Regions from separate parts of the Mus musculus genome. Here region 1 is linked to region 2. A link is a contact called in public promoter capture Hi-C data. All regions are on one chromosome and are shown on one strand. Each heading gives the region's core, a stretch centred on a gene start, on an enhancer-like site or on the middle of the called end of the contact. The rest is flanking DNA. Distances are from core to core; before and after follow the strand shown. Region 1 overlaps Secisbp2 (SECIS binding protein 2). Region 2 holds the start of Secisbp2 (SECIS binding protein 2).

Region 1 (3,589 bases), core at 900-3,399, 34 kb before region 2:
GAGCTCTGCTGTGGCCCATTCAGGCCACTGAGGGGATTCCCCAGTGGGACAGGCCACTAAAGCAGACGAGAACTGGGATCCACCCGCCCAGCCTATGGTGTGGTCCTGGACAGTGTGAACCAACAGCAACCCGGAGGCTGCAAAGCTATGGCCTTGACTCTGCTTGTCTTCCAGAGGCACTGCAGCAGGAAAAGTGGAGCCAGGAACTTGCTACGTGGCGTGCTGTGGCCGGGGAGCATGACAGGCTGATGCAGGGCTGGAGGAAGGCATGGGTATGTACCTGGCCAGCAGGGAGCTTTTTGCCCACTGCTCTTTGGACACTGGGCCCCTCTGACTTCCTCTTAGCCTACAGACAAGTTCTGCTTCTCTATTGCCCCAAGGGAATTCTGGGCTGTTACTGAGGCTAGTAGGATCAAGGATATGACAATGTTGTAAGAGGAGACCAAAACACATTTTAGGTCACGTACAGGCCAGTAGCTTTTTCCTAGGTCCCAAGGCTGCCCCAGCCCCTGGAACTCACTGCTTTCATGAGAGCAGGAGACTAGCTGCTGTTGAAGAACATGGGAAGGTGGGACTGTCACTACGTACAAGCTTGTGGAAGAGGCTTCCTCAGGAAGGGTGCCCTCACATAGGCTCAAGTCACTGTGCTGCCCCTTGGCTAGATTTACCCTGCGGTTAGCTGCCACACACAAGCAGGGAGCTCTAACCTTGGGGAGGCCTAAGTATGTGCATCAGATAACTGCCAGGCTGTCACAGTGAGTGTTGCTAGTCCTCTCATCAGAGCCCATGCAAATCTCCCCTCCAAGGGTCCTCTTTGACACTAGGAGACGCCAATCATCTCAGCCATTGACCACAGCCTCTTTCTGAAGGCTAAGCAGCATGGGCTCATAAGCACCTGTCTGAAACGAGAGCACACAGTGCTGCCTTTGTCTCAAGAGTCCTGAGAGATGGGGCTGGAGAGATGGCTCAGCCTGACTGCTCTTCCAAAAGTCCTGAATTCAATTCCCAGCAACCACATGGTTCACAACCATCTGTAATGAGATCTGACACCCTCTTCTGGTGTATCTGAAGACAGCTACAGTGTACTCACATATAATTAATAAATAAATAAACAAATAAATAATTTTAACCCCCCCCCCCCAAAAAAAAGAGAGAGTCCTGAGAGAGACCACTTGCATACTCTTAACTTGACGCCCTGGGGGTTGGGATGGGGGGGGGTTTCCACCATTCCACCCCAGAGCAGGGAAGGCCTAGTCTACTGGGCCAATCACTCAGAAACTACCTTGAATTCTTGTTTTTGTTCTGTAGGAAAGCTGCAGCAAGGATACCTTCTAGCCACCAGAGGCAGTTCTGGACTGATCCCAAGTGACCTTGTTGACACCAGCTGCAGACGTACCTGATGAACGCACAGCACCTACTGCACCAAGCTATTGTGTCTTGGCTGGCTCCACACTGCCATTCGCCACAGCCTGAGTGTCCCTTCCTAGAGGCTGGGAATCTCTAGGCCTGAACCCCAGTAGGCCTGAGACAGAACAAGACCTTTCTACATTAGCTCTTATGTAGCAGAAAGATCAGTCTGCCTGGCAGAAACAGAAGGCTCCTCACCCAAGCAGATGACAGAGCAGCAGGTCTGTCATGAAGGCTAACCGGATGGCAGACACCCTGCATTCTCCCCAGGACTTCCCTGCACTCCTGTCCCTCCCCCAGGGCCAGAACAGCTAATCTCCACTCCCCTTCTGTAGATCTAACTCAAGTCTGCTGCTGTGGCCACCTAGGAAACAGGTTGTTCCAGGGGCTAAGCTGGGATAGGAGAGGTGGGGTCCATGTGAGAATCTTTTGCCTTAAACCTTGAGTGACATGAGGAAGTTGCTCTTCGCTTATCTCAGAGCCCAAGGCTGTTTTCCAAAGCACAGTGCTTCCCACCCGTTTACCCTGTCAGCGCTCCGCTTCTGAGGTAGAAATGCCAAACAGGCCAATTATGCAAACCTTCAGGTGCCGTATTAAACTGTTTTCCAGTGCTGAGTTAGCATGTCTCTAGGTCTTTATAGTACAGTTAATCTTTGAAGCTTGTGGGTGTGTGTGACCTGGGGAGGTGTGGCCCAAGACCTACTCAGCCTTTAATCTCCACAGACAAGTCTCTTCTTGTCAATCATAAAACCTAAAACTCTGTTCATAACCAAGCCACGCCCTTCTATGATACCTGGAGACACTGCCTTGCTCAGCCTGCTCAATGTCCTTTCTTTCTGGGACAAATGAATCAGGTAAGCTTCAAGGTGTGGGATTAGCAGGTCCCTCTTGGGGCCAGTTCTGGGCAGAGACAGACACACTGATGGTCATGTGTACTGTCTTCTCATCTAAGCACAGCCTGGCCCCTGGTCACTCATCTGGCTAATGCACACGAGCCATGCTTGCAGCACCCTCACACCCTTGGAACAGAATTTTCTTGTGAACTACTTTCACTGGTTGTATTTGAGGTGTGGCTTGTCATTGCTCCCTGTATCTTCCATGAAGACTGGATTTGTCAGGACCTGTCTATGACACAAAGCAATCATACACTGAGGTGGCAGAGGATGCTCGGGCAGGAAGTATGTTTAGTAAGATTCCCTGCTCAGCTGCAACAAGAGTGGGCATCTGCACTTGTGTTCAGTCTGGTGCTCATTCCTGTGACCCTGTCCTGGGCACCCCTGGCACAGTGGGCCCAAGGAAGACTAGCTGACTTCACCTGAAGCACTGGCCTCTGCAGGAGTGCCAAGAGAGTGATGGCACAACCAGGGCACCCCAGGAGAGGATGTGCAATGTCAATGGCAAGGATTTCTGGAGGCAGAATGAGAACTCAGAAGTCCAGCACCCAAGGGTTCTTGTGTGGGCCAGGAGCCTGGACTAGCAGACGTGCGCCATAGATGAGGCAGCTCGGGGCAGGAAGCCTTCAAATCACAAGACATTTCAGACCAGGTTTTGTTTTTGTTTTTGTCCTATCAAATTTCAAAATTCTAGCTGCTTAATGCAGCTGATAGGGTTCTTTTAAAAATCCCTATAAATTCATTTAAGAGCCTTTTTTTCTCAAAGACTCTATTTCTAAACTTACTATAACCAGCTTGTGGCTTACTGACATGAGGGGGAGAAAAGCTGCTGACCTAATTCCACCAAATCCATCCCAGGCTGCCACAAAGTCAACAACAGGGTCAACCAGGGGTGAGAACTAGCCGTAGGCTCCGAACGGCAGGCCACTGGGATGCCGTTCTGACCCAGTCTCCCACTTTCTCTGCTCGGCACAAGCCGCTCTGTCCTCAGAGGCTATGTTGAGTGCAGCTGCATTCCTGACATGGGGCAGACTCGGGCAAAAGAGACGCAAAGGTCTATTAGGGATGCCATAGTCCCTGGGTCTGGAACTGGGTATGATGACTGGGCCCGTCACACCACCGCAGTGCAAAAGAGGACCAAGTCAGTAAGGAACTCCATTGCTAACCTGTGAGACTGATACCACTCACCTAAGATCACAATAGCCTGAGATGAAATTAAATAATCACTCTTTATTCAAAACAAATAAGCCCTCTTGCTTGCAGGAAAATATGTTAGTAAGCTCTGTCCT
Region 2 (3,691 bases), core at 500-2,999:
TTGGCTGAGGAGTTGCACTACAGCCTGCACAGTCTTCCTCCAGTCCTGCCCTTTCAGCCCCTCACATCCTGCACTATGCTGCCCAGAAGGCCAGAGTACAAAGAGGATCCTGCACACCACGGAGGCCAGGAGCCGTAAAAGATGGGCACCTTGGTAATTATTCAGTAGACTGGGGATTGACCCTGAGGCCTTGTGTTTGACAGAAAGAGCTGCACCACGGAGCTCTGTCACTGGAGACAGGGTCTCGCTAAGTTGTCCAGCCTGGCATGTTATCTATCTGATCCTTCATCCATCTGTCCTTTTCCCATTTACCCTTCCTTCTTGCCGTTTCTTTTCCCAATACAAATGTGAATTTGTTTGGTTCTGTCTTGCTTTGGTAGCTCTGAAGATCAAGCCCAGGGCCTGACAAATGGCAAAGCAGCATCCTCAGTCCCTACACGCGTGAACCAGTATCAACTGTAAACAAATGACCCTGCAACTGTACTTTCTAAGTTCCGTAGTGTCGGTCCCTTCCTGGATGAAGTTTTTGCACAGAATTTAGTCAGGCTACAGAGCCCAATCTTTGCTGGTTGAAGAGCCTCCTTTCCTCACCTGCAAGCCGTCCTGTAAGATGTTATGTATGTTTCAGTGTGTGAGGCTCTAATCACTACCTCTGGGAGAGAAACCCTCTGCATGAGGCAAGGCATCGAGAAAATACATACTCAGCTGCTGGTGGTTCCTGTACAAATGGATAGTAGGTGGCCGCACAGCCTGGGAAGACACGTGTCTCTGAGGACTCTGACCACGCCACGTTGAGCCCAGCAAACTTAGGGACGAATGGTTTGACATCAGCTGACAACTTGATGCTATCCTGAGGATGAGAGGGTGGGGATGGGCTTTAACGCTCCTGAGATTCGCCAAATGCCATCAAATACAAACCACAAGAAAGGTGCGCCATTCTGATAGGCCCATTGGTGATTACAAAGGTGCAGTGCAAAGACAAAAATGTGTTTGGCAACAATATCTCCCTGATGTTTTTATTATTAAAAAAAAAAAAAAGGTTACTGGACCTTACATGTGAAAAAAGGACAATGAATTAAAGTCGAAGGAAACCCCAACCTTGTTATATAACAAGAACCACAACTCGGAATGCTTCTGAGGATTTAAACTTGAAGATAGTTATTTTTACCTCTTCCATCTTTATACATGAGATATATAAGAACCCTGTACCTAGTGTCGCTAAACTATACCCAAAGGACGCTCAAAGTTATTATGTAAAACACACCGCTGACATTTATTGCCATCTAACTTCTCAACAAAAATCACCACATATTTCATCTGTAGTTAGTAAACCACACGGAACCTCTGAGAGAAAAATCATCCCACAGCCATGAGCCCTTGGAACGCAGAGTATGGGTTATTCTGACAACTTTTATCACCGCGTTTGGCCAATTTAGAGTGGATTTCTGGGACGGCCGGCGCGCCATCTAGCGGTCATGGCAGGCGCGGACGCGGGTGCGAGGTGCCCGAGGCCGTAGGTAGCCTATGTGTTATCATTTCGCTGGCCGAACCGTGAGAGGGTGGTCAAGCCCCCCATCCCCGAACCTCAGGCCCGGCGGCCCCGCGCGTGTGCCTAGACCCGCAGCCCGCCCCTTACCTCGCCGTCCGGCTCCCGCGGCCGCTCCGACGCCATGGCGGCCACGGAAGAGCCCGCGCCGTGAAGCTAGCGGCGCGCCTAACCAACGACTCAGCGTTTCCGCCTTCCTGCGCGGCGGCGCCAGGACGTACGTCACCGAGGCGCGACGGAGGCCTTCCCTGCCGGAAGTGCTCGGCGTCCCGGGCCTCCGGAGCCGCACGTGGAAGACTGGGGCAGCGACAGCTCTAGGGGGTGGCTTGTGGTGGGCCAGGAAGGGCGCGGCTGAGCTCTTACGTGGGGCGGGCTTGGTGATGTGACACTAGGGGAGGCCAGGCTCTGGGCGCCCGCACTGATGCAGTGCAGGAGGGAGACTCCTAGTAAGAGTGAGGCCGGCAGACCTGCTCAGTGGTGAGCTTCCAGGAGCATCTGCTCCTGTGGAGTTTCTAGTAGGATGTCATGGCGGGTGCCTGCAGGCAGATGAAGAACCTTGGAACTAAGAGGAGTCAAATGTTTAGCTATGTGAGACTTCTGCTGGGGCCTGGACAACAGGAAGCTCTCGCAAAACACAACTCCAAAATGAAACCAAGAGCACAGAAACAGGTCGAAGGACAGAAAAAGGTCGCCTGCAATGTGGGGGCATTTGGCAAACAGGCCTTGGAGTCAGTCTGTAGGGTTAGAATTAAACACCAGCCCTTTTTTTCAAGCAAGACACCAGTGCCAGTTCATGGTCAGTAGCCCTGTTAGGTCTAGTGTATCCCACACATGGAAGGCTGTGGCTCTGTAGTGTTTACTGTGTTCAATGAGAAATCACCCCTGCTAATGTCTAACTACAGTCTTGTTTCTGGCCACTCATACTTTTTTTTATGGCTATCCACTGATGTGTGCTTAATTTCTTGGTTCACACAAGATGCACGAATGTGGCACCTGAACTTTTAAGATACTTTTCTCTGAAACCACTAGACTTTTTGTAGACTTGTGGACACTATCAAGCGGTGGGTTTTTCTGTTCACTTGCAGAATCCAAAGTTATTTAGGAAGTAAACTGGCAATAAAGCTGTAATATCCTCATTTGGAGCTTAATATTTCTTTTTCAAGTATGTTTATTTTCTTATATTTCTTTTTCAAGTATGTTTATTTTCCCCAGGGGTAAAAATAATCAAGTCAAATTAATTTCAACAATGGTGATATAAATGCAATATACAAACTTTATTTAACAAAACAGGTAAAATAAAACAGGCATTTATATTAAGAAAAAACTACAAGAAACTATCTTGAACAACTTAAAACAACCCTACTTGCAGTTGCATTTGACTGAGCTCTGTTGCTGTGAAGAATACAGCGCATGCACAGGTATGGATGAAAGGTTTGTACACTTTTCAAGTATTCACTGAATACTACCTTATATACACATATACATTAAATTTGAAAAAGATTAGATGATCCCAGCTGCACTTCATTTTTGTTGTTCTTTTGGAAGAGGTCGTCTAAAGAGAAGAATATGCGGTTCTGTGGAAAGAAAATATTAAGTTCCATGTCACTATTTGAAGTATTCAAAATGAATTGTCGGTGTAATAAATAGTAAATGCGGACAAACTCGTATAATAGCATTGTTCTACCATTTTATCCTTTGACCGACTCTGGAAAATAATTTCTACCTGCAAAATCATTTTCAGTGAAGAGAAATGTAATCTCTTTGAAAAAAGAACAGCTAATTCAAGTCAGCTGCTGGATCTCAGGCTAATTCACATCCAAATAAATAAATTGATGCCATACACACTTAGCTAAGAAAGGGTTGTTCTAGTCAAACCAGATCTCTGGGGGGTGAGGGGGGGGGGTGGGGGCTTAAAAGATTAAACTCAGAGAGTCCACCCAAAGCTTCCTCATTCAACGGGATGAAGGCCAGCATCTATAGCACTTCTGCTTTCCTATTGATAGGAAGGATTTCTGAGCTCCTAAAGATATGTGCCATAATTCCAAGGAAGACTCCAGTTTAACAATGCCACCTTTTAAGTATAAAAAGGTAGCAACAATTTCTATATATGTGCAGGATTTTGGCACCTGTTTTATACTAAGTGAG

Evidence for each region. Promoter capture Hi-C pulls out the DNA fragments that hold promoters and counts their contacts.
Region 1: a contact with region 2 is called in a promoter capture Hi-C map of the HPC-7 cell line, with 2.7 times the contacts expected there. The contact joins the enhancer-like site here to the promoter of Secisbp2 in region 2. A contact is called at or near these places in 7 of 39 promoter capture datasets (the C10 cell line, the HPC-7 cell line, HPC-7-derived erythroid cells and 4 more), 19 of 484 Hi-C or Micro-C datasets (the 3T3-L1 cell line, the AML12 cell line, B cells and 13 more), 8 of 115 datasets of contacts at active chromatin or transcription factors (the 230-238 cell line, CD8 T cells, the HPC-7 cell line and 3 more) and 4 of 9 other capture datasets (adipose tissue, embryonic stem cells, liver and 1 more).

What each region holds. Positions count from the first base shown.
Region 1 is chr13:51,683,966-51,687,554 of GRCm38.p6, reverse strand. It overlaps Secisbp2 (SECIS binding protein 2), which reads right to left. Exons shown (of 17, transcript NM_029279.2): 17 at 3,511-3,589. It also overlaps a transcript of Sema4d not described here. Among named protein-coding and RNA genes, the nearest start is that of Secisbp2, 34 kb to the right of the region's middle. Within about 2 kb of position 2,149, at least 18 of the 459 cell types and tissues checked have an H3K27ac peak or open chromatin away from gene starts, as enhancers often do. A contact at or near this core is called in the HPC-7 cell line and rod photoreceptor, where this site is marked.
Region 2 is chr13:51,649,766-51,653,456 of GRCm38.p6, reverse strand. It overlaps Secisbp2 (SECIS binding protein 2), which reads right to left and starts at 1,749. Exons shown (of 17, transcript NM_029279.2): 1 at 1,637-1,749; 2 at 702-850. The coding sequence starts at 1,672. It overlaps Cks2 (CDC28 protein kinase regulatory subunit 2), which reads right to left. Exons shown (of 3, transcript NM_025415.3): 3 at 2,795-3,120. The coding sequence ends at 3,068.